6 separate regions of the Mus musculus genome follow, and regions 2, 3, 4, 5 and 6 are each linked to region 1. Evidence: chromatin contacts called from public promoter capture Hi-C data. All regions are on one chromosome and are shown on one strand. The core of a region is the stretch at or near the end of the contact, and the rest is flanking DNA. Distances in the headings are between cores, read along the strand shown. Region 1 holds the start of Mrpl30 (mitochondrial ribosomal protein L30). Region 2 holds the start of Rpl31 (ribosomal protein L31). Region 3 holds the start of Sema4c (sema domain, immunoglobulin domain (Ig), transmembrane domain (TM) and short cytoplasmic domain, (semaphorin) 4C). Region 4 holds the start of Cox5b (cytochrome c oxidase subunit 5B). Region 5 holds the start of Chst10 (carbohydrate sulfotransferase 10). Region 6 holds the start of Pdcl3 (phosducin-like 3).

What was found. Promoter capture Hi-C pulls out the DNA fragments that hold promoters and counts their contacts. Capture Hi-C pulls out chosen DNA fragments and counts their contacts.
Region 2: a contact with region 1 is called in a promoter capture Hi-C map of liver, with 2.5 times the contacts expected there. The contact joins the promoter of Rpl31 here to the promoter of Mrpl30 in region 1. A contact is called at or near these places in 5 of 39 promoter capture datasets (embryonic stem cells, hippocampal neurons, liver and 1 more), 1 of 115 datasets of contacts at active chromatin or transcription factors (pro-B cells) and 1 of 9 other capture datasets (liver).
Region 3: a promoter capture Hi-C map of liver shows a contact between it and region 1, with 5 times the contacts expected there. The contact joins the promoter of Sema4c here to the promoter of Mrpl30 in region 1. A contact is called at or near these places in 1 of 39 promoter capture datasets (cranial neural crest), 3 of 115 datasets of contacts at active chromatin or transcription factors (acute myeloid leukemia, embryonic hindbrain and pro-B cells) and 1 of 9 other capture datasets (liver).
Region 4: a promoter capture Hi-C map of liver shows a contact between it and region 1, with 5 times the contacts expected there. The contact joins the promoter of Cox5b here to the promoter of Mrpl30 in region 1. A contact is called at or near these places in 4 of 39 promoter capture datasets (the 3T3-L1 cell line, hippocampal neurons and liver), 3 of 484 Hi-C or Micro-C datasets (CD4 T cells, muscle stem cells and neutrophils), 3 of 115 datasets of contacts at active chromatin or transcription factors (astrocytes, large pre-B cells and pancreatic cancer cells) and 2 of 9 other capture datasets (embryonic stem cells and liver).
Region 5: a contact with region 1 is called in a promoter capture Hi-C map of hippocampal neurons, with 3 times the contacts expected there. The contact joins the promoter of Chst10 here to the promoter of Mrpl30 in region 1. A contact is called at or near these places in 3 of 39 promoter capture datasets (the 3T3-L1 cell line, embryonic stem cells and hippocampal neurons) and 1 of 115 datasets of contacts at active chromatin or transcription factors (large pre-B cells).
Region 6: a contact with region 1 is called in a promoter capture Hi-C map of liver, with 4 times the contacts expected there. The contact joins the promoter of Pdcl3 here to the promoter of Mrpl30 in region 1. A contact is called at or near these places in 2 of 39 promoter capture datasets (liver and pre-B cells) and 1 of 484 Hi-C or Micro-C datasets (the G1E-ER4 cell line).

Annotation. Positions count from the first base shown.
Region 1 is chr1:37,888,487-37,892,086 of GRCm38.p6, forward strand. It overlaps Mrpl30 (mitochondrial ribosomal protein L30), which reads left to right and starts at 1,991. Exons shown (of 6, transcript NM_027098.3): 1 at 1,991-2,098. Mitd1 (MIT, microtubule interacting and transport, domain containing 1) reads right to left here and starts at 1,925. Exons shown (of 7, transcript NM_026913.3): 1 at 1,674-1,925. The coding sequence starts at 1,824.
Region 2 is chr1:39,365,684-39,369,529 of GRCm38.p6, forward strand. Rpl31 (ribosomal protein L31) reads left to right here and starts at 2,168. Exons shown (of 4, transcript NM_001252218.1): 1 at 2,168-2,572. The coding sequence starts at 2,466.
Region 3 is chr1:36,556,119-36,560,127 of GRCm38.p6, forward strand. Sema4c (sema domain, immunoglobulin domain (Ig), transmembrane domain (TM) and short cytoplasmic domain, (semaphorin) 4C) reads right to left here and starts at 2,263. Exons shown (of 15, transcript NM_001126047.3): 1 at 1,898-2,263.
Region 4 is chr1:36,689,086-36,693,031 of GRCm38.p6, forward strand. It overlaps Cox5b (cytochrome c oxidase subunit 5B), which reads left to right and starts at 2,402. Exons shown (of 4, transcript NM_009942.2): 1 at 2,402-2,604; 2 at 3,126-3,199; 3 at 3,366-3,465. The coding sequence starts at 2,502.
Region 5 is chr1:38,896,486-38,900,039 of GRCm38.p6, forward strand. Chst10 (carbohydrate sulfotransferase 10) reads right to left here and starts at 1,675. Exons shown (of 7, transcript NM_145142.2): 1 at 1,405-1,675. It overlaps Gm51581, which reads left to right and starts at 125. Exons shown (of 3, transcript XM_030243909.1): 1 at 125-170; 2 at 917-1,148; 3 at 1,232-2,465. The coding sequence starts at 125. The coding sequence ends at 1,865.
Region 6 is chr1:38,986,372-38,990,231 of GRCm38.p6, forward strand. It overlaps Pdcl3 (phosducin-like 3), which reads left to right and starts at 1,443. Exons shown (of 6, transcript NM_026850.4): 1 at 1,443-1,478. The coding sequence starts at 1,473.

The sequences.
Region 1 (3,600 bases), core at 741-3,240:
AGCTGAGCGTTATGACACATGTCTTTTTAATCTCAGCACTTAGGAGACAGATCTATGAGTTCAAGGTTAGCCTGGTCTACAGAGAGAGTTTGGATAGCTACGGCTACACAGAGAAACTCTGAGGAGGGGTGCCTCCATAGGTTTGGCCTCTGGCAAGCTTGTAGGGTATTTTCTTTATTGGTGATTGATGGAGAAGGGCCTAGCCCATTGTGAATGGAGCCACCCCCTGGCTGGTGGTCCTGGGTTCTATAAGAGAGCAGGCTGAGCAAGCCATGATGAACAAGCCAGCCTGCAAGCAGCACTCCTCCATGGCCTCTGCATCAGCTCCTGCCTCCAGGTTTCTTCCCTGTTTGAGTTCCTGTCCTGACTTCCTTCAATGATGTACTACAATGTGGAAGTAAATAAGCCCTTTCCTCCCCAGCTTACTTTTGGTCATGGTGTTTCATCCCAGCAACAGAAACCCTAACTAGGACAGCAAGCTAAAAAAAAAAAAGAGAGAGAGAGAGAGAGAGAGAAAAAAAAATTTTTAAGTGGAGGTATTCTCTGTGGATAGATAAAGCTGCTCCCAGAAACACAACTTACTAAACAAATAAATAGGAAAAATAAATAGATAGATAGATAGATAGATAGATACACCCCAGTGCTGAGAGTGGGCTGTGAGTTCCCCCCAAACAATACAGGATTGCCCCTGCTTTTGGATGTCCATCAAAACTCATTCATAAGACCCTATTGCTAAAGATGCCACATGCCTTGACCACAGGTCGAGAACAAACTGGAGCTGGTTGAAAGCGTCCTCCTTGTTGGATAGTACCACGGTGTTGGATGGTGCTACTCAAGCTGCTGGGGGAGAAATGTCTTACTCAGCCACTCCCTCTGTTAAAACCAACCATCTGGGAAAGATGAGCCCATTGGCGCAATCGTGGTAAATGTGGTACCCAACTGCTTTCTGATTGGATGTGAAGTCTGCTTGACAAGAGGGACTCTCATCTGGTACTTTATACCTAACTAAAAATCAAGACTGTGGCGGTCCTAGGCCCTAGGGGCCGTACTACTACTGCTGTAGTTTTATTAAATCAACATGATGTATCTGCCAAACTGCCCTCTACCTCATTATGTTTATGCCCATAGAGCAGTGCTGTAGTCCACATGGTCAGAGAAGCCTCTTCCACCAGTACCGGGTAGTGACTGCAGAGACTGACAACTGGTTGGTGCACATAGAATAAATGGCCGTGGAATGCACCCCCATCTTGAGAATGAATATATAATCATTGATGGAGGAGGGAGAGACAATTTAGTCAGTGCTGTAGTCGCTGGTAACGTGCACATAGCTCTGTAAACAAACTTCCACCCTAGTGAAACTCAATGGATCATAGTTGGGGTGAGGGCAGGAAGGTGAGCCAGAGGAAGGAGAAAAATCATGTCACAAACTGACAACAACGAAGAATAAAATTGATTCAAACGCAAGACCTATCAAGCCTTATAGATTATATTTGGTTATGCCTCTTATGGTCCTTAGCGATAACATCGGTCTATTGCAAAGGCCACCACCTCCGTTGTCCTGCAGATTATCAGAATATAACTCCTGAATTTGAATGCTTCCTGGTAGTTAGTAAGTTTCGTTTTCTTAAGTTTCCGCTCAGTCCCAGACAGAGCGGAAACCGAAACTCGCTCACCTTTCAGAACCTGCAAGAGCATGTCAATCCCCTCCTGGTAACACACCAGAGCCTGCTGGTACCGGGACTCTGCATCCAGCTCTACTGCCCGCTTTAGTACCGCCACCGCCGCAGTGCTATCGGAATCCTGTCCCAGGCTGGACTTAGCCATCACTGTGACAACTCCTGGGCACCGCCAGCAAATTCCAAGAGCTGACCCACTGCGCTTCCAGGAAGCGCACGCGTGACGCCGCTGCGCCTGCGCTGTCTTCTATGGCGCGTTGTGAATGGGCCGGGACAAAAAAAAAAAAAAACCTTTCCCGGAACCAAAGAACCGTACGGTCTGTGACGGCAACGGCGTGGTTTGAATGTTGCACTGGGTCCACCTGCCTCTGTTCCTCTCCTTCCGGCTGCGGGGACGTTCGGAGTGGACACAGCGGTCGCCGGTGAGTGCGGTCGTGGGAGCTAGAGGCTCTCTCTGCAGTTACGAAATGACTTTCTTTCTGTTTCGAGTTGGAGGTCCCGCAGACCTATTTCTTGATCTTCTGAAAGCAGCCAGGTTGTCACTTTATTCGAGTCGTGCTGCGACGCGCGTGTCTCTGAGAGTCTCACTCGTGTAGATCTAGGTCCGAGCCATCCAAGCGTCAGTGAAATTTATTATTTTTTTTTAAGAAGGCAAAACTTGCTTAATTTTAAGATGTTGCGATTTTAGAGTGCTGAGTTTTTGGAGTTGCTGTTTATTAAAGACAGTGATTTTGCAGGCCCCTGTGATTGTCACTTGTTAAAGCAGCTGCTTTTGGTGGCTGAGAGGCCGTTATGACGGCTGCCTACTACCTTTACGTCCTGGGAATTCGAAGAAGAGAGACATTTGTTGATTTCAGAGAACGCGGTTGATTGCACGGGAAATTCAGTGTTCTGTATTTTCAGGAATGTTCACTCCTCGTTATAGATATATACCTTGACCCTTTAGAAAGAGAAATTAATTAAAGAACCACTTACGAGCTGGTGTTGTAGTTTAGGGGTAAAGAGCTGTTTACGTGCATAACCATTGTAAAAAAGCAAAACAACAACAAAACTCCAGCAAACCTTTCGGGGTGAGGGAGAGGAAAAATGGTTTTGGCAGCCTTTTGTTTTTCTGTGTATACTCATATATTAACATATTAGAAAATAGAAATAGGTTATATATCCCATGTGATAAATGGTATTTTTCAGTTTATTTTTATGTGTATGGGTGTTTTGCCTGTCATATCTACACCATGTGCGTGTAGTGCCCATGGAGGCCAGAAGATAGTCAGATCCCCTGGAACTAGATAGAGTTAAAAAAACATTTGTAAGCTTCCAGGTGGTCACCGGGAATTAAATGTGGGACCTCTGGAAGAGCAGCCAGTGCTCATAACTGCTGAGCCATGTCTCCAGCCCCATTTTTCTGGTATTTGCAACAGTACAGAGGAAAGTTGTTGTACAGTAGATGGCAGTATAATTGCTTCAAGGTCCAAAAGCTACGCACATAAGAATAATGCCTACTGTATTGAAATGAGTTGCAGCTCAGAGCACTTATATTCTGTATGCAAGGCTATGGGTTCAATCCCCAGTACCTTCCCTCACCAAAAGGAAAAACAACAACAACAAAAAGCAGTTTTGATGGTGCTGCCTGCTTATATCTGAAATTAAACTTCAGCAGAGAATCTTGAGTGCCGAAGCTGCTTTGAGAGACACATCTATGACTTGAGCAGATCCAAACCAAAATATAAAGTCCTTGTCTTCTGGCACTGTCCCGTGTACAGAGTGGAGACAGCCACTAAATGGTAAACCAGCAAAGTACAATAGAACACGAGTACTCAAGTAAGGCAAGGTGCAGAAGTGCTGGCAGGGCTGTGGCTGCGAATGTTAAGCTGTTTGGTGGAGGTAGTCCTCATTCAGGACTGAAACAGCGTGATCCAGGTAGACC
Region 2 (3,846 bases), core at 918-3,417, 1.5 Mb after region 1:
GGTTAGACTCCTAAGTGGAACAAGATTGTTAATGGACACAGTGTATTCATTCTCCTAAGGCTGTCTATCTGGAAGTCATTAAAAGAGGGTGGAGTATGCTGTGCTCCTAATTTAATTTAACTCTGCCTGAATTGTGCACATGTTCAAAATTTGGGTTCGCTCAAAAACCTATAATTGTGTAATTTTCCACTAAATGCATGCATCATGGGAATTGTAATCACTGACCTCTTCATTCATTATCTTTGCTTATTAAAAGGTCATTCTGTAACTACATCTGTGTCCCAGAAAAACCATGATCATACTGTCTGGAAAAGTACAGTGTCTTGGCTCAAGAGTCAAGATTGAATGTGACCTCAGTTTAAGATACTACAAACAAACTAAAATTGTAACACCTTCTGTCTCTAACAACTAAAATCCCCTTGTACAAACAACATTGTTGTCATTGTTAGACAAGGTATCACTATGTAGCTCTGGCTGGCTTGGAACTCCCTATATAGATCAGGCTGTTCTGCAACTTACAGAGCTCCACCTGCCTCTGCCTCCCACTGTGGAATTAAAAGTGTGTGCCACCACACCTGGCGAAGTGAAGCAGTTCCTAGTCATGACTTTGCACTCTTGCCAAAATGTCCTAGTAAAAATTTAGCGATATAAAATGGCTTTAATTTCTGTTCATGTTGTAGCTTGACGATCTCAAAGTCAGCCAGTAATATACTGAAAAAAATCTAATCTGAGTCATCTAGAGAAATGCTATTAGTGCTCAGATGGACTTCATATTATGGAGATAAATAGCCTTGCTTTTCTGTAGAAAAGCTCATTAGAAATGAGGCAGGGGAATTTTTTTTCCTTTTTGATTTTTTAGCTTAATCATGTGTGGACGGATATGTCTAGTTTATTGACTCCTTAAATTATTCATGTTTTACTTTTAGTATGAAGTCAGGAACTCACAGCCTTTTATAAACTCAGCTTTTCTAATTAACCATTATTTATTAACCATAACTAATTATCATTTCTTGCTCAAGTCAGCACACTCTGACTAGTGGGCTCCTCTGTCTTCTTGCTAAAGATCCCAAATTCACATTTTCATATTCTCTTTATAGCCCTTCCTCCCTCTCCCTCCCTCAGTCTCTACTCTCCCCTTCCCTCTCTCCTCCCCTTACTCTTGGATCTAGTCTCATTGTGTAGCCAAGACTGGCCTCTGTGTAGTCCGTCCTTAATTTGGCATCCTCTTGCTCTGCCTCCTGAATGCATCGCTCCAGACTTCCTTTTAAATTATTTTTGAGTGGCTCTGCTTGGGAGATTGCGTTGCAATTTTCTGAGCTCAACCCCAGTACCAATCAGCACTCCCATAGAACCCCTTCTGGTTTGGATTCTCTAAGAACTAGAACCGAGCCTGTCTGCTCCTTTCCTCCTAGCCCCACTGAGAAGTCATCAGATATTGTCAAGCGTGTTTAGCCCACTACAGTCAAGGATATCTCGAACTCCTGATCACCTAACTCAACCCACAAAGTTCTGGGATCACAGGTGTGCACCACCACACGTGGCTGTGGACACTATTTTCTTAAGAGAGAGAGAGCAGTTGCCTGTCCACCCCAAGTCTGACCTTTGGGGAATCCAAAGGCCCCAGCATCCCTTAGCCAAAGGAGGCAGAGACATAGGTTCCTTGTAAGATCGTGGAGTTTCTGCCTGCCTGTCTTCTTGCCTGTGAGATCCTGAAACTTGCTCATTGCTGAAACTCCAATAGACAGGCTATTCGGACATGTTTAGATTCGGAGATCTATTTTCTACGGACGTGCCTGGCATTTCCGTGGGCATTTTCGACTTGGAAAATAAATTCTTTTGTTGTCGTCTCGGTCATTCCGGGGACCTTCCGCCAAGCACAGTATCTAATAGATTAAACAAACGTAGAGTGAGTGAGCGAGTGCACCCGAAAAACTGGAGTATCTTCCCTCCCGGCCGGGCGTTCCGAATCCGGGTTCGGGTTGGGATTTAAATCCCATCCCGCACCTCCACTGCTCAAGGCAGATTGCAAGAAGACTGACAAGATCGACCCCGCCCTGGGCCCGCCCTGGGTCCGCCCCATGCCGCTCGCTCCGCCCCTGACGCGCGCTGTATTTACGCCCCAGCCTAACTCCTAACTTCCCTCGCCACACCTCTTCCTCCTCGCCTCCCCGTGACCCGGAAGTTGTACGGCTACGCGACTTTCCCTCCCACAAACCCTCGCGCCCTTCCTTTCCTACTTGGGCCCGGCAGAGTGAGTATGGCTGCGGGGTCGCGGCTCTGAAATCCGGCGCCATCCGCGCCCGGCGCGGGACGGGCAGGCTCGGTGGGGTTTGTCCCGCGCCGCGCGGAGGCTCTGCGGTCCGGGGCGGTGGGAGGACGGCCTGCGGGGTACGGGTGCACCTTAGCTCGGGCTTGGGCTTTCCCACTACCTGCTTAGAGCCTCCCTCCCTGTCGCCTGCGTCTAGATGGCTCCCGCAAAGAAGGGTGGCGAGAAGAAGAAGGGCCGTTCTGCCATCAACGAGGTGGTGACCCGAGAATACACCATCAACATTCACAAGCGCATCCATGGAGTGTGAGTACCGGGCGGGCGGTGTGGCCCGCGACCCCCTTCGGGCTCCGGCCGGGCTGGGCTGTCACCCGCGAGCCTTGCTTACAGACTGGGTGCTCTAGAGGGCAAGCGGGTTTATTCCGGTGTGGTTGTGTGTACGTGGAAGGTGTGCGGGGTTTGGCTTGCACGGCAACCGGCTAGGAAATGGAGACTGGAGGCTGTGATGGAGTTTGAGGGAGCGGTTAGACTTGGGGAAGGTTGGTGGTGCTAAAACGTGAGTTCTGGTAATCCGGACGTGTAAAAGGAAAGTCAGTGACTTGTACGCTGCAGGAAAGTGGCCGGTTACTACCTCAAGTGCGAAATACGATTTTTTTTTTCGTCGTCCGATTATACAGATTTGTGCAAATTCGGGGCAAGTTGTAGTAAAGTGGCGGTTACAGAGAGTGATTGCGGTCCTTATTTGTACACGACCTATCTGCATTTGCGTTCCAGCCCTAGAGCTTGAGTTCTTGGACTTGATGGTTTAGTATTTTCGGAGAGATTTTGCCGGGTTGAAATGTGTGTCTGCACCTAGTGGGTTGCCCCAAGGTCTTTGCCCGGTATGAATACTGCTGGTGGTCGGCCACGTTCCTTCCTCTATGGTTGGGCATATTAAGCACTATGAAGCACTATTTAGGCCTGTGACAAAGTGAAAGTAGGCCACAAGTTAAAGGTGGTGTGGGTGTTGCCCAGTATGTGGAAGGAAGAGTCGCTCTCAGGTGAAAGGTACTCTTTAAAAGCAGCCTTGAATAGAGCATTGTAGAAGCGAGTCGTACCCCCCCCCCAGGCCTTTTGTATTTTGTTGATAAGGCCCTATGTGAGAATCTCTAGCCTCCTTCATTCTTTGGTAATTTCTTGGTCCCCATTGTGGTGTAAACCAAGCCTCTGCTTTGTTCCACTCCTTGCTTTCCCTGTCTCATTCATTCGGGTAGTAGTTGAGCCCAGTGCTAGGTCTGCCCTCTGAGATCTACTCACTGACTGCGGCAGCCCCACTTTTTCCAATTCCCTAACCATAACATTGAGATTGCTCAGTGCTCCATCTCTTTCCTGGTCTTTGTAAGTGATACCACCTGACTGGTTGCTTGCGTGAGTTTTTTTCAAGCTAGCTGTGAAGTGGGTTGTCTGGGCACTAGAGACAGGCTGCGGGTAGGTAGAATAGAGAAAGCAGATGCTCTTTGTCTCACTTGGAGTGGACTTGACGGGTGTTGAACAGACCTGGGCTTTTTTGGTTGATTGGTTTTTGGATTTGAGGTCTTCCC
Region 3 (4,009 bases), core at 1,013-3,512, 1.3 Mb before region 1:
GGGGGCCCGCACCAAGAGACAAGCAACACAGGACGCACACTGGAACAAACCTCCCCCAGAGCCTTTACATCTCCTCCTGATCCTGCAACTGGCCTCTGCCCACAAGAGCCCTGGGGGTCTCCCAGAAGAGCAAGGAGAGGAACTTAGTCAGCAAGCACTAGGCGTGGGCAGTCATCAAAAGCCGCCTGTGGCCTCCAGGCCATCCCTACTCCCTCCCTTCAACAGGGAGTTGTGTGGAAAAAAATAAAAGAGGGACTCCCCCTCATTGGCTCCTTCTGGCCTTAAAGGTTTCAGAGTTTCTTACAATAACCATAAAAAACAGGGCTTGCTACCAGTGGGACCCAGGCCAGCCCCAAGACCTAATTCGGGGAGATATACCCCTTATTCAGCAGCCGCAGGCAGCCGGTTGGGCAAAGAGCTTCAGTGGGGGACTTGGTGAAGCAGGCAGCGTGTAGAGTTCCCGGCCCCAGCCCGTCCCCTCCCCCAGCGCAGACAATAGCCGGGCAGAGCCCAAACCCGGTTCCACATCAGCAGGGCTGGAGTAGGAGTGGGGCCGGGAACCAAATGGGCCCAGCTTCCGAGGCCCCTTTGTTGCCCAAGAGGGAGGCAGGAAGTGGGTGGGATGGGCGTGGAAATGACCAGGACCAGTCCTGTTTCTCCAACAGCCTTCTACAAGACACTGACCCTCCCGCAGAGAGGCGACCGGGCCACGAGTCAGTTCCAGGCTTCTGTCTGGGAATCTCCTCGCCTCCGCGAGAGCGGGATCGTGGAGGGAAGTGAAATGGGTTGGGGAGGCCGAAGCGGGGTTCTCCTGGACAACAGGGGATGCCCACAAATGATCGTCAAGGGCTGCGTCCCCTCCTCCCCGGCTCTGACGAACGTTCTTAACTCCGGGATTGCACCTCGGGGACCATGCACTAGGCAGTAGGCAAACGGAACGGATCTCCACTAATCTAGACGCTAGGGGCTGGGAACAGAGATGCAGAATCTGAGGATTGCACCCCAAAACAAAGGTTCCTAGCCAAGACCCGGTCTCGGTCTCCCTACTGTGGACTCTCCCCTCCCCCAGCTCCGGGGATTTGAATGCAAACAAAGCGGCAGCGCTGGGAGCGTGGCAAAGCCGGGCTTGCGGACGCCCCCTGTCGGCCAAGAACCTCCGCGCGGGAAGGGCGGGGGGCTGGGGCTGCCTTCCCCGGAGCAGTCCCCCCTGACACACCCTCAGTTTCCTCTCTGCCAATTACCCTAGGCTGGGGTCAAAACCCGGTGGTGCGCTCCGAGAATCTGCAGGCGTAGCGGTGACCCAACCCCCAAGCTCTTCCCGAAGCAAGGGACACGGACAGCCAAGGGGATGGAGGGGTGCAGGACCAGGATTTGCACCCCACACTTGCACACCCGGTCGTGGATTGCGGCGCTCCAGAGAGGGACCGGGCGGCGGAGCTTTGGCTAGGGGGCTGGTTCTCAGTGCCAGCCCGCCTCCGGAGCAGAACGGGAGGGCGGGGGGCCGCGCTAGGGAAATCCGATCCCACAACATCGGCCACGGTCCAAGCCCGCCCCTAACTTTCCGTCGAGGTGGGGGGAACCCGAGCAGTTCGCGAGCCTGGCAAAGATTCGGACCGCGCGCTGGACAGCCCAAGGGTCCCCCACTGCCCCTAGCGCTGTCCGTACCCCCAGGCTCCCGCTGCTCCGGCCAGTGGAGCTGCAGGCACTGCTTGCCTTGATGCCGATCGCCACTGGGCAGCCCGCGGCGGACTCAAGAGGGACCCGGATCGGACAGCTGTCTTTGCTGTCGCCCCGCCCTGCACCCCTAGACGCTGTCCTCTAGCGCGCGCGCTAGCCCCTACCCAAGCAAGGGGACAAAGCAGCGGCCCCGGGGCCCCACCGCTCCGGCCTCACTCACCTCTTTCGTGCAGCTCCAATCCCTGGGCGCTGCCCTCGCGTTTGACTCCGGCCACCGTCCTCCCCTGCCCCCGCGCCGCTCCAGACTGCGCCCGCCCGCCAGCACGCTAAGGCTGTCCCGTGCCACCGCCCCTCGGTCTCAGCACGGCTCTCGGCGCCCCTGAGCTCGGATTCGGCGCTCCACCGCGCCGGGCGCCGGTTCTTTCTCCGCTGCAGCCGCCGCCACCGCCGCTCTCCGCCCCCAACCCCTTGACGTCAGGCAGAGGGTGTCGAGTGGTGGCCGGGGGCGGGACGCGAAGGCCCGCCCAGGAGGGGGCTGCGACCCGCTGCCTTGCTTACCCGGCACTGAGGCTTGGGGACCCTTTACGACTCTTGCAGCTCGTGAGTCAAGGTCTGCGCCACAGCGGCCGGAGGCGGGGAGGGGGCGGGGTGGGGGGCGGGGAGGGACTCCAGGCGTTGCCACCGGGAACTGCACGAACTGCACTCACCTGGTGAAGTGTGCCTTCAAGTCCTGAGGCGGGATGGGCTCTCTGGAAGGGTTGAGGGGCTTCCCCACGCTCCAGTTACGGGAACGAAAACTGGCAAACCATTTTGGGACTTGTACCCGAAGGGGGTGGCGTAGCAAGAGAAGAAACTGAAGGTTCTCTCAGGTGCTAACCACAGTGGTCAGTCTTTTGACTCCAAAGTTGTCCTCCTTTCTGGCCCTAACCCTTGGACTGGAAGGAGCAGCTCACAGGCAGAGGAGACCCCAAGACTGCAGGCAGCTCCTAGTTTCCAGGCTCCAGCAGAGCCTACCCCCGGGAAATGACTCTTGGTGTGGCTTGGAAGGCTGATTAACTAGAGGCACGAGCGCGCCACGGTTCAGATGAAAGAGGCTGGAGGGAGCCACGCAGCGAACCACCACCACCTTCAGAACTGCCAGCCTCCGCCCACAGGCGCTCCTAGAAGTAACTTGTAGCTGTGGCCTCCTGGACGGTGCTGGCTGGCAAATCCTTCCAGCCAGCTGGTCCTCCAGTGGGCAGGTGGACTGAGAAACCTCGGGGAAACTGCCCCAGCGGTACCTGGAGACCACCCCTAACCAGAATCAAAGGACAGGGACGAAGGGAAGGAGGCCTGGAGGTTTCTGTGGTAACTTTGAGCCCCAGGGGGCAGTCCCGGAGGGGAAAAAACACTTCAGACCCCATAAGTAAAATCTGGAGTATAAATCAGTCCGACAGCAGCTTTTGTTCTGGGCTAAAACGTGGCACCTGAGAAGTGAAGAGCAGAAGAGCAATGGGAGTAATCGAGAATGGCAGCCCAGTTTGGTTTCAGTAACAATTGGGTCTTTACTGGGACACAGAAGGGCCCCTTCTCCCTCGCTGGCCAGAGCCACGTTTCCCAGCTCCTTTCCATTAGGAAACAAAGCTGTGACCTCAGAGATAGGAGGCAGGCCAGCTATTGCCAGGGGTGGGCAGGGAGGGTGTCCTATGGAAGCTGGCCAGGGAGGGAGCCATGCACACTCCTCTTGACCAGGCTCCTGTTCATCTACTAAGGGCAAGCCCCACTCCAAGCTCAGGATTCGCTAAAAGCTAAGACTCCTCAGCTCCAGGAGGCTGAAACAGGACTTCCAAGCCAGCTACTGTTTCTCTCACTGAATAAGAGATTAAGCAAGATACAAACAAACAAACAAAAAAAGGGCTCAAATCCACACAAAGAGCAAGGTGACATTTTTAGTGAGATCCTGGCGCTGGACGCAGTCTATATGGTCCATCCCACCTGCTTGGGAAGGGAGAGGTAGGAAAACTGTGAGCCCAGAAGCTCCATCCTTTCAGCAGTCAGCAACCATGAGGCTAACCTCCACTTCCTGCTGTGTTTCCTTCTCACCTGTAAGCCTTGCCCCTAGAAATGAGGGCTGCCTGGTAGTGATCTGAGCTCCCTGGCTCTACCTCCAAGGTGGCCCCAGTGGAAAGTTTCAAAAGGTTTTAGTTTCACTGGCAGGGACAGTATTCTGTACCTTCATGGCAGGCGCCAGGGTCTTCTAAGCCAGGCATGGAGGTAGAAATGAGACCATTCCACTAACAGAGCCAGTTAGCCTCTGGGCACAGGGCTCCCCAGCGATAGCGTTCCACCCCCC
Region 4 (3,946 bases), core at 1,152-3,651, 1.2 Mb before region 1:
CATGAGCGCGGTGTCCAGGATAGTCCTGTACCACAATGGCTCAACCACATGTCTCTATTGTGCTCCTGACTGAGCTCATGAAGAGTCTTAAAAAAAAAAATCCTCAAAAACAAAGCCTCAGAAATCTCTATATCCACCAGTCCACCAGGGGGATAGTTGGAGTCATTCCAACACATCTATAAAGAATATTATGCAGCAATTATAATATATGTGTTGACCTGGAGGAACGTCCACAAAATATTCTGTTCAATTAGAAAAGCAACTCCTCAGTCATTTATATTTTTATCTCACAAGCAAATCCATCTCGTGTATGTGCATTTCTTTGTGCTCAGGACACTTCTGTTGCCACCCTGGAGACTTCCAGGAGGGAGAGTTTCCAAGTCCCACAGTACACAAAGGGAACCCTCAACCCCTCCTTGCTTCAAATCATCTCCAGGCTCAAAATATTAATTGTGCTGAGGCTGAGAAAAATCTGGCTTAGTGTGGGTCGGGGACAGAAAGAATAAATGCCAAATTGCCAGCTTGTGTTGTTTGTGTTATATGATTTTTTTTTTACAATGTGCTTTTGATGCACATTGACTAAGAATGGCCTCCATGGTCTCATATATTTGAAGGCTTCGTCATTAGGGAGTGGCATTACTTGACAGAGATTAAGAACTATGGCCTTGTTGGCAGAAGTGTGTCTCTGCAGGTGGGCTTTGAGGGTTCAAAAGCCCAAGCCAGACCCAGCGTCTCTCACTTCCTTCTGCCTGTGGATCCTGAGGTAGAACTCTCAGCATCTCCTCCAGCACCATGTCTGCCTGGATGCTGCCCTGCTTCCCTCCATGATGATAACGGGCTAAACCTCTGAATTGTAAACCAGCCCCAATTAAATGTTTTCCTTCATAAGTGTTGCCGTGGTCACAGTGTCTCTTCACCCTAACAAAGACATCTAGTCTTGGTTTTCCTGAGTGTTCTCTAAAGGAGGAAAGATGGTGGAGCTGGCTGATGGGGCTGACTGGGGTTTTCCCTCTTAATGTGGACACAAATCAATAATGGGTTCATTGGAGGAAAGATGCCTTGAATTAGGAATTAATCCAGATGATTGTAGTGGAGACAAGGAAGTAAAAATGAAAACTATGCAAAGTGTAAGCCCATCTTCACAGTCAAGAAATTTGGTGCCTCATTATAGGCTATTTTTTTTTCTTGGTTGAGGGCAGCCATGAAGACCAGGTTAGTTCCTCTGAAGGAATGTTCCACCAGACCCTTTTGAAAATAACCTACAAGGGGTAGGTGACAACACCCAGGAATTTAGTCCTTTGTAGTTTTCCTCAACTTGACCTTTTGTAGTCACAAGCTCTATAAACTATATTTTTGGTCCAAGCGGCAGGATTTACTAAAAGTCATTTGATATTATTATGTCAGGCCTCTGCAAGGTACTTAAGATTTCATCACTGGGACGCAATTAGGGAAGCATAGATACTGTATGCAGCCATAGTGTTTCAGGAATGTTCCACAACGAGAATAAATCGAAGAAGCCAGTGTTTGGAAATCTAGTGAACGCTCTGCCGTGAGTTGTCAGGCTTTACCTGTGTGCAACACTGAGCAATGGAGGACGTTTTCTGTCTAAATTAGAGACTTCTGGCCACGGTGCCTATTGTCATTTCCAGTTGCATTATTAACTTTCTTTCTGTCCCTCCTCCTCCTAGTATCCTCATCGTGGTGGAGTGGCCATCAGGAGGTATCCTACATCTATGCCTCCAAAGCCCTTCTGCACCGCACCCCCCGCACCCCCCTCATCCTTGTCCCTGGGGCCAACACCATCACCTCCCATAACATTACTATAGGAGGAAAACTGAGGACGGTGCAACAGCTTTAATCCCAGCAGAGGTAACCAGATCTCTGTGAGCTTTAGACCACCCTGATCTACATAGGGAGTTAAAGGTCAGCCAGGCTACATAGTGATACCGTGCTTAAAAAACAAAACAAAACAGAGTGGAGGAGGGAATTGAGGCTAAGACTGTGTGTGTGGGGGGGTGTACTGTCAATTTCTGACGGAGTGGGCCATTGCAACAATTTGGTAACAACTAAAGCTGTCTGCAGTCTCGAACCCGTGGCTAACAGGCATAACAAACACAACAGGCTTCCTGAGCTCACGCCCAAGGTTGTATGATTCGTGGTGGAAGCCCTTGACTGCGGGAACTTCGGCTTCCACAGCACCTCCACTACAAGAACTACTATGTGGCTGGGACACTGGGCGCGAACACTCAAGCGGACAGGTCATGAACCCGAAAGCCGCTAGCTGTCAGGGTGACTGACGCCACGCCCCGGAGGCGGCGGGAGTCTGCGCGGCCCACGAAGAGGCAGAACTGCGCATGTGCGGCGTCTACTTTTAGCGCTGCTTCGGCTGGTCGGGGCAGGAAGCGGAAGACTGACCGGGCGTTGTTAGACTCCCACCAACGGAAGTCCCGCCCATCTTGCTCAGCCTGTTCCCGGAAGTGCATCTGCTTGTCTCGGGCGAGATGGCTTCAAGGTTACTTCGCGGAGTGGGCGCTTTGGCGGCGCAGGCCCTGAGGGCCCACGGCCCCCGTGGCGCGGCCGTGACCCGCTCCATGGCTTCTGGAGGTACGTGACCAGCTGGGCGGGACAGGCCGGTGTCCATGGCCTCCGGCGTGGTTGGTGATGGGCGGTCGAGCGGGGTCGGCCATTAGCGTTCTCTCGAGCCCTGCTGACCACCTTAGGCTCCGGGAGCCGGCGCTCTGTCCGGTCTTGCTGTAATTTCGGCCGCCCACCCGATCGAACCCGCTTTCAAAGTGCCCTCACTGGAAGGTGCCGGGTGACCTTGGAACACAAGGACTTGGAGGGCTGAAAAAGCGCTGGACCAACATTCAAATCCCTTGCCCGCCACCAGCCAGTATACTCTCATGACTTGATTGTAGGGAAAGTCGACAACCAAGCTTCCGCGGTGGGAAGGGAAAAACGGTATGGCTTGGGAGTCATGCCTCAGTGGGCTTAGGGGACTGTGGGAATGGGTAGCTTGGGAACCCACCAAAGAAGCGGATAACGTCACCTTTCCCGTGTTGATCTTTTTATCGTGTATCCATCGTGGTCATATCAATTGCCGTAGCTCATTTTTCTTCTTCTAGGTGGTGTCCCCACTGATGAGGAGCAGGCTACTGGGCTGGAGAGGGAGATCATGATAGCAGCACAGAAGGGACTGGTAAGGAGAAATGCTGTGTCCTCTGGAGCCCTGGGGCTTGGATGGGATTAGAGGAGTTCCTGTCAGCCAGCGTCTGGTCCTGACAACCCAGCTTGTAGGAACGGCCCTTTTGCAGTGCAGTGGCAGGCGTTATCTGTCATAAATAGTCAACTCTTGTCTCTTTCAGGACCCATACAATATGCTACCTCCAAAGGCAGCTTCAGGCACCAAGGAAGACCCTAATCTAGTCCCGTCCATCAGCAACAAGAGAATAGTGGGCTGCATCTGTAAGCACTTTGTTTTTATTTTCTGGCCCATTTGTTTATAACCTGCCTCACAGAATGTCTATAAATTGCTTCAGATATGTGTGTATGATGGACTGTATGTGTGTAAAAATGTAAATATGTGTATACATTGTTGTAAGGGTTGTTGACTGTCTTAAGTCTCAGTATGCATGAGAAGTCACAGAAGGCAGATGACCCTGGAGCTGTAGTTACAAGCAAGGCTGTGAGCCACTTTGCTGTGGCTACTGGGAATTGAACTCAGGTCCTCTGGAAGAGCAGTCCATGCTTTTAATTGCTGAACTATCTTTCCAGCCCAGATTATTTACACACACACACACACGTATGTACATACATATGCCAGGTACTGTTTGTTTCAAGCACTAGGGATACACATGAGTACAGATCCTGTTTTGGAATTTTGCATAGGGACTGGAATTGTTAGAACCTACAGTGACCCCATACAAGGTTATCTTACTCACAGGTA
Region 5 (3,554 bases), core at 425-2,924, 1.0 Mb after region 1:
TGTCAAGCCTTAGCATCTGGCAGATTCTAGACAAACGTCACTTGATAAATGAATAATGGAATAAACGTCAACCTGGTGGCATTAGAGAAATCATAGGTAGGGCTGTTGGCACAATAAACAAACAATGGCCTTTATTCTAAAACAGGAAAACCTCAGTATTAAAATTAATGGTAAGTTCGCCTCACATAGCTTAAGCAATTCCAGACTGTGTGATGAGAAAACTGTCTGGTTCAGAAGATCTCAAGTTCAGGGTCTTATATAGTCAGTCCTCTCTCCCCACCGTACTCCTGGCTCTCTCCTAATTCTTCAAAACGGACCCAAATATTACTGCAAGTGGCACAGAATACTTGCAAGTGTTTTCTGATGCTCTTTGTTCAACTTTGCAAAAACAAAACAAACAAACAAACAAACAAAACTCTATTTTCCTTTCCGGGAGGGGGCGGCTTTCTTGGGAATTTCTTCTGTTCTTGAGGGTCAAGAGCAAACATGTGAAGATTTTTCTTTTCATCTTGAAACTCCAATTCTGCTTTAAGATAAACTATGTCCTAATTATCCTGGGGACCACTGAAGGTAGAAAGTCATTTCTCTCTTTGTGTCTTTTCTTTTTAACCCAGTCACTTAGAAAAGATGAAGTCGTGGCTAGTGATCAGCAAGCGGGAACGAAGCTGAGCTGTCTCACTTTAAGAATGTCTCAAGACATATCCTGCTCTGGCAGTTCCAATAGACCAGCGCAAAAACCCAACTCCTTGTGGCTAACCAGAACCTGCCTGGCTGAGCTACTTTGTATTCACTGCCCTGCCCTTTCCTGCCTTGAATAGACTTGGAGAACGAAAAAGCACCAGCTTTTGGAAAACCTGTTTCATCTTTCCAGCCAGAAAGTGCAGTAATTGATGCCTAGACCTCCAACTTCTGACAGACCTCTTGGTGAAGGTATGGGCCAGCAAGCAGGACCTGCTCGCAGGCAGAACTCCTTCCCCTAGCGCCCCGGGAGCCGCGCTCAACCGTGCGCTCCTTCGCAAAGGCTGCACAGGTTCCTCCCTCCAGTCCTCCTTCCCAGCACGCTCCTGGGACCCAAGTGGGAAAACATTCTCCTCTTTCCACCCCACCCCACATTTACAAACGCAAGTCTCCATCCCAGGGTGGCAAAGGTAGACGATGGATGGTTCAAGTATCATCGATTCCATTCATCACTGCATCCAGCACAAGGACGCCGCCTCGTTGCATAATTAAGTGATGAAGGCTCTTCCCAGGAATCTCTCCATCCAGGGACGTCTTTAAGTCGCCACAGCACACACCGAGGTAGCTCGCTGAGGAAAACCGAGTCCACCACCCTTCTGTCTACCCGGCAAAGGGGTGGGGGACAGCACTTCATTGAGACCCGCCACCCCCGAGTTCCCAGCTCACCCTCGTACATCGGCGCTCGCGCTCCTCCCAGCCGCTGGCGCTCTGCTCGGGCCTCGCGGGGCCTGTGGGCGTCCCCGGAGCCCCGGAGGCGGGCTCTGCCCAGACCTCCGCACCGCTACCCGCCTACCCTCCTGCAGGGTGCAGGGGTGCAGCCACGCCGGAAGGAGGAAGCCGGGCGCGTGCGAGCTTCGGGGTGCAAGACCGCCGCCCACTGCCGCCCGGGAGTGTGGGCCTGGTCCTGCGCGTCGTCGCCGCCACCGCTGTGCACGCGCGCGCGCGTCCACGTTGCAGGAAGCCAGGAGGACGCACCGCGCACCCACCATCCCAGGCCTCCTGGTCCCCATTGGCCTGTGGAGAAATTGTACAGATGCAGCAACCCAGCCGCACCGCGCAGAAAACACCTTGGAGAAGGCAAAGGAAATCCAAAACTTAGGAAAACGCAACAATGTCAACGACAATGAAACACATAAGTAGATCAACAATCATTCTTTAAAAAAAAAAATTTTTTTTGACCTGAGGAAAGGTCAGATCGCTTGAGCTTTGGTATAGTACAAATCTTTATTCTTCCTTAGTTATTTGCATTTGTTTCTATTCTGTTTTATTTTGTTTTTTCTTTTTTAAAAGACCATGCCTCAATGGAGTGCAGGCTTACCTGTAACTCACTCCGAAGCTCAGGTTGGACTCCAGCGTGAGGCAATCCTCCTTTCTCAGCCTCAGGGATGCAGGGCATGGTAAATGCTAGGTACCACACCTTCCTCTATCCATAGATTTTTTAAAATTACTTTTATTATTTTTATGTTTGCATCTCTGTGTGGGTGTGTATACTTGAATATAGGGCCCACAGAGTCAGGAAAAGTGTGGGATCCCTTCCAGCAAGACTTAAGAGGGAATTGTGAGTTACTCAGTGTGGGTGCTAGGAACTGAACTCAGGTCCTCTGCAAAGGTGGTACCACCTCTTAACTGCTGTGCCATCTCTCCAGCCCCATTCATAGTTTCTTAACAACCCTGATTGGTTACCTGGGCATGGTGGCTCACTTTAATCCCAGTATAGGGAGGCAGAGGTAGGCAAATTCTTGAGTTCTAGTCCAGCCTGGTCTACAGAGCAACTTCCACCAGGTCTACACAGAGAATGTCTCTCTCTCTCTCTCTCTCTCTCTCTCTCTCTCTCTCTCTCCACACACACACACACACACACACACACACACACAGAGAGAGAGAGAGAGAGAGAGAGAGAGAGAGAGAGAGAGAACTGGTTAAGAAATGTCTGGAGAAAAACTTTTACAAACTGGCAGGGTTGGTTTCTCAGTGAACTTATCTCAGTCAGAAGGAGTCATCTGCAGACAGGAAGCCTCCCCAGGAACACAACACAGACAGTGAATGGGGAGTAGACCCCATTATCTCCAAGGCTGTTCTCCTGCCCAGGAGTACTGGGCCAGGCTCCGAGAAGACAGCTTCTGTGTGATTCAGAAGTCCAGTTTCTGTACGTTTCACTCAGAAGCTGTGACTTTTAAAAGGCCCAATTTATGAAGATTATGACTGACTTTTGTCCTGACAATGGCTGGCCAGCCCTTGCCCACCTCACCTCCTGACTCCTCAGTCCCTCCCTCATCTTGCCACCCCTCCTCTGTTCCCCCAGAACTTCTGGTGGGTCTTCCTCAGCTGGCCTCCTACCATCAGGCTTTTCCTGAGCCTTGACCTGTCTCTTACCTTCCCCCCACCCTGAGCCAGTCTCTTCCACATCCATTCACTTCAGACAGACAGGAGCCTCTCAGCTCTGCCCAATCAGGCTTAATTTCTGAGTATAAAAGGGGATCCAGCCAAGGCCACATTGGCAAATTCCTTGTGAGTTCTCTGCATCTCTGTCTGCCTCAATAAAGATTTGCTAGCTTTTCTCTACTGTCCTGTCCTTGCTGGTCATTCTTTGCAATGTTAAATGGGATCCACTGGCTCTGAGTGGCATGGGTGGCTGTTGAGTCTCTAGGTCCTTAATTCTTTGAGGTAAGCCTGCCTGAACCAAGAAGCAGGCTCTGTCTCATTCAAAGATCCCAGTGAGACCTGAGCTCATGTTTGACTTGAGTCAGGACATTAAAAGACAGCCTCTGTCTGACACCGCTGGGTATAAGATGACTCAGCTCCATGGTCCACTCAGC
Region 6 (3,860 bases), core at 193-2,692, 1.1 Mb after region 1:
CATGCTGTGGCCGAGGCTTGTCTCAGAACTCATGATGTAATCTCCAATTAAAGGCTCAGCTGAACAGTTTGTTTCTCGTGTGTATTCAGTTAAAGACTTTATCCATGTTGTAGTCAATGTAATAAAACCAAAAGTCAAGACAATGAGTTAACAGGGGATTGTTCTGAAGCACACCTGCTGTAAAAAGCAACTGGGAACATTATTTCCAATACACCAGGATACATCTTTCAGTGGATCCACCTGGAGCAAGGAAAGGGCAAACCACACCTGCTTTACTGCTGTGCGGTGGAGAGAAGCCTGTGATCAAAGTCCCTCAAGTTAAACTATCTCACAAACTGATTTTGGAAGTGAAAACTGGGAAAATTCATTCACAACACTAGGCAAATTAATTAACACTTTAAAAGGTCTGTCTGTAATCTGGTTGGAATGTGTTGGGTTAAATTAAATCCATGCTCCTTGTTTTTTTCAGGGAATAGTGTAATTTTTTTTCTATATTAGTGATTATTCCCCAGAAATTATCAGTTCCGAGTCCTCAGCTGCAGGGATTTAAGTTGTCTGGAAATAACACCTTAGTGTAACTGTAGTTTTTGTTTGTTTTTATAGACAGAGGTTCACTCTCTAGCCCTGGCTGGGTCTCCTGAGTATTGGAATTATAGATGTGAACTACCACACCTAGACACCTGCAGTTTTGAAAGCTCCTTGGTAATTCCAAAGTGTACCCACGGTGTGTGCTTGAGCAGAGGCAGCAAGGTAGTCCAGGGCTGTGGAAGGCCTTTTAACTCCCGTGCTCTCAGTTCCAGCTCCGAATGCTGTGGATCGCCCTGGAGCCTGTGCTTTTGCTCAGGGTCACACGAGTCTGGTATTAACCAGAGAAAATGATTCTCACTGTGGCCTTTTCCTTTTGTGAGGGTGAAGGGGCGTGGAGCCCAGGCGTTCCCCACTCCACCGGTTTCTCAAATCTGATGCTGTAACCGCAGAGGTTAGACTATGCTCTAAACAAACCCAGTGAGCTCAGTAAACAAACCCAATAAGCAATTCATCCCATTCAACAGAGAAGGTGTGTGACCTCCAGGTGACCCGGGTCACTTTTAATCCTAGCATCGGGTCACTGTCAGGCAATTCTGCTTCCGACAGGCTCCGATTGGCGGCCCGGGAAGTCGCAGAACCTATGCTTACCTCGGGTCAGCCCCAAACAACCAGCCACTTTCCCTAACAAGGTAGCGCCTGGACATGGCCCGAATGACGTCACCCTATAGTCCCACCCACCGGAGGCACGGCCTGTCATTCCAACGCTCTCAGCCTTCGCCCGGGTTCCTGAGGACCAGGCGCAGACTCCAGTCTTCACTTCCTCCTTGGCTCCGCCCTTTTCGTGCCTGGGGGCGGGGAGAAGACCGGAGGGGGCGGTGCCGCGCGTGCGCGGAGAGGAGCGGAGGGGCTGGGGCAGAGGGCTGGTTTGAGTGACTGAAGGCAAGATGCAGGTGAGTGTGGCGAGCTCGGGACCCCAAGTCTGCGGTCGTTTGGCTTGGTGGGCTCGCGCCAGACCCGGAGCCGGGTCTACATGGATTAGTTACAGAACTCGGCGGACTGCGGGGAGGCCCGGCGCAGGCGCACTGCGAGAGGGCGGGTGCGGTCCCTCCGGCCTCCTGGGCTGGGCACTCCTGCTCCGGTGCGTCCTGCCCCGCAAATCTCTGTCCTTTGGTAGGCACCGGACTTTGGGCTCGTTCTCCTCCAGGCCTGATGAAGGCCCCGACCCTCCTGCCATCTAGAGCTGACTCTAGATGGTCCGTTGGGAGTGCTTTCTGGTTTCCAGATCTGAACTCTAGGCCTCACGACTATTGTTAATTTCTAATATGAAGAAAGGTGGAACTCCTTAGCAATTTTTTTTCCTTTTTTGAGCTGGAATTAGACAAAAGCCCAAAGAAAGTGTGTTAGAGAACCGCATCGGAATAGCCTTAGAAGAGCAAAAGTATGCGTCAGCCACTTTGTCGCCAACCTTCTATGTGGCTGTGTTTAAGGATTCTGAAGAGTCTGGATGGAGGGTAGATGGACCGTGTAGTTGTGGGCTCCGGCTTAAGAGACAGACCTTGGGGACTGGAGGGGGTGGTCATCTACACATTCAGCAAGCCGGCCACACCTACACCTGGGAGGCAAGAACAGGCTCAAGTAAAGGGATATACCTAGTATTTTGTGCTTACTAAACATTAGCCGTCAGGAGTGACTCTGGAGCAGGCCAGGCGTCTGCTATTCTCAGATTTATCCTTTAGACTCTAAAGCTTAGGGAAGTCTGTGGGTCTAGCCACAGTCTTCCTCTTCCCCAAGTCTACTGCAGGCTCTCAGGACAGACAGATGGTCAGTCAGCATGTCACAGCGTTTTTGCATTTTCAGGTCCCTCTGCCTGGAATGTAACTTCCTTTGGTCTCCAGGTTCCTCTCGTTGGGGAAGAGTTCTCAGGACTCAGATAAACCTTCTTTAATTAGTGCGTAGCTCTGACCTGTTGTTTAGAGAGGCCCAGCTTCAAGCAGACACCTTTCATGGTTTATGTAGGGTTAGCCAGTCGTCTCCTGGTGTTTTGGGGTTTTGTTTGTTTGTTTGTTTTTTCTGAAGCTGAAATGCGCAGGTTTCTGGTTAAGACAGTGTTTGCTGTATCGTTGCGTAGCTCTGACCTGTTGTTTAGAGAGGCCCAGCTTCAAGCAGACACCTTTCATGGTTTATGTAGGGTTAGCCAGTCGTCTCCTGGTGTTTTGGGGTTTTGTTTGTTTGTTTGTTTTTTCTGAAGCTGAAATGCGCAGGTTTCTGGTTAAGACAGTGTTTGCTGTATCGTTGGCGGTCACTTCTCAAGGAAGGGGAACTGGTGGATGTTCACCCCTTTGAGAAAAAGGAAGGGATAAGCAGTCGACAGCAGCAGGAGCCAGGGTCTTAGGGTCACTACCGCCACCCGTCAAAAGCATCCAGGGAAGAAAGGGTTAATTGGGCTCACACTTCTATATCACAGTCCATCACTGAAGGAAGTCAGGCCAGGAACTCAGCAGACCTGGAACCTGGAGGCAGGAGCTGATGCAGTAGCCCTGGAAGGGTGCTGCTCACTGGCTTGCTCCTTGTGGCTTGCTCAGCCTGTTTTTCTTATAGACCCCAGGGCCACCAGCCCAGCGGTGGTCACTCTGACAATGACAAACTCTCTCATCTATCACCAATTAAGAAAAATGCCCTAGGACTGGAGAGATGGTTAAGCGGTTAAGAGCACTGTCTGCTCTTCCAGAGGTCCTGTGTTCAATTCCCAGCAACCACATGGTGGCTCACAACCATCTGTAATGGGATCTGATGCCCTCTTCTGGTGTGTCTGAAGACAAGTACAGTGTGCTTACATACATAAAATAAATAAATAAGTCTTAAAAAAAGAGAATCTTGTTCTTCAGATGATTGTAGCTCGGGGCGAGTTCTCATAAGACTACCCACTATCTGTAGTTCAGTTTTAGCTCTGTTGTCTCAATTCAGAGGCAGTTTCTAATTTTGTTTTCTTATTCCTGTGTAACATAATATTTCCTAAGTAAACTTGTTAATCACACTTAATTAAAGTTAAAGCTTGCTGTTTTCTTTTTCTCTTTCACTCTTGCTGACTCCATTCCACCCTCATATAATTAAATGCCCTCTCTGGAGCATCCACCTCTGTAAACTCGGTCCATATAACCCCGTGGACCAACAGCCTGTTGCTCAGTGCACACGACACAGCTTGTCTCCATAACAGTGTGCAGCTTGTGCCGGTGCCCATTTTTTTTTTTTTATATATTTTTTTTTCCATTTTTTATTAGGTATTTCGCTCATTTACATTTGCAATGCTATACCAAAAGTCCCCCATAGCCACC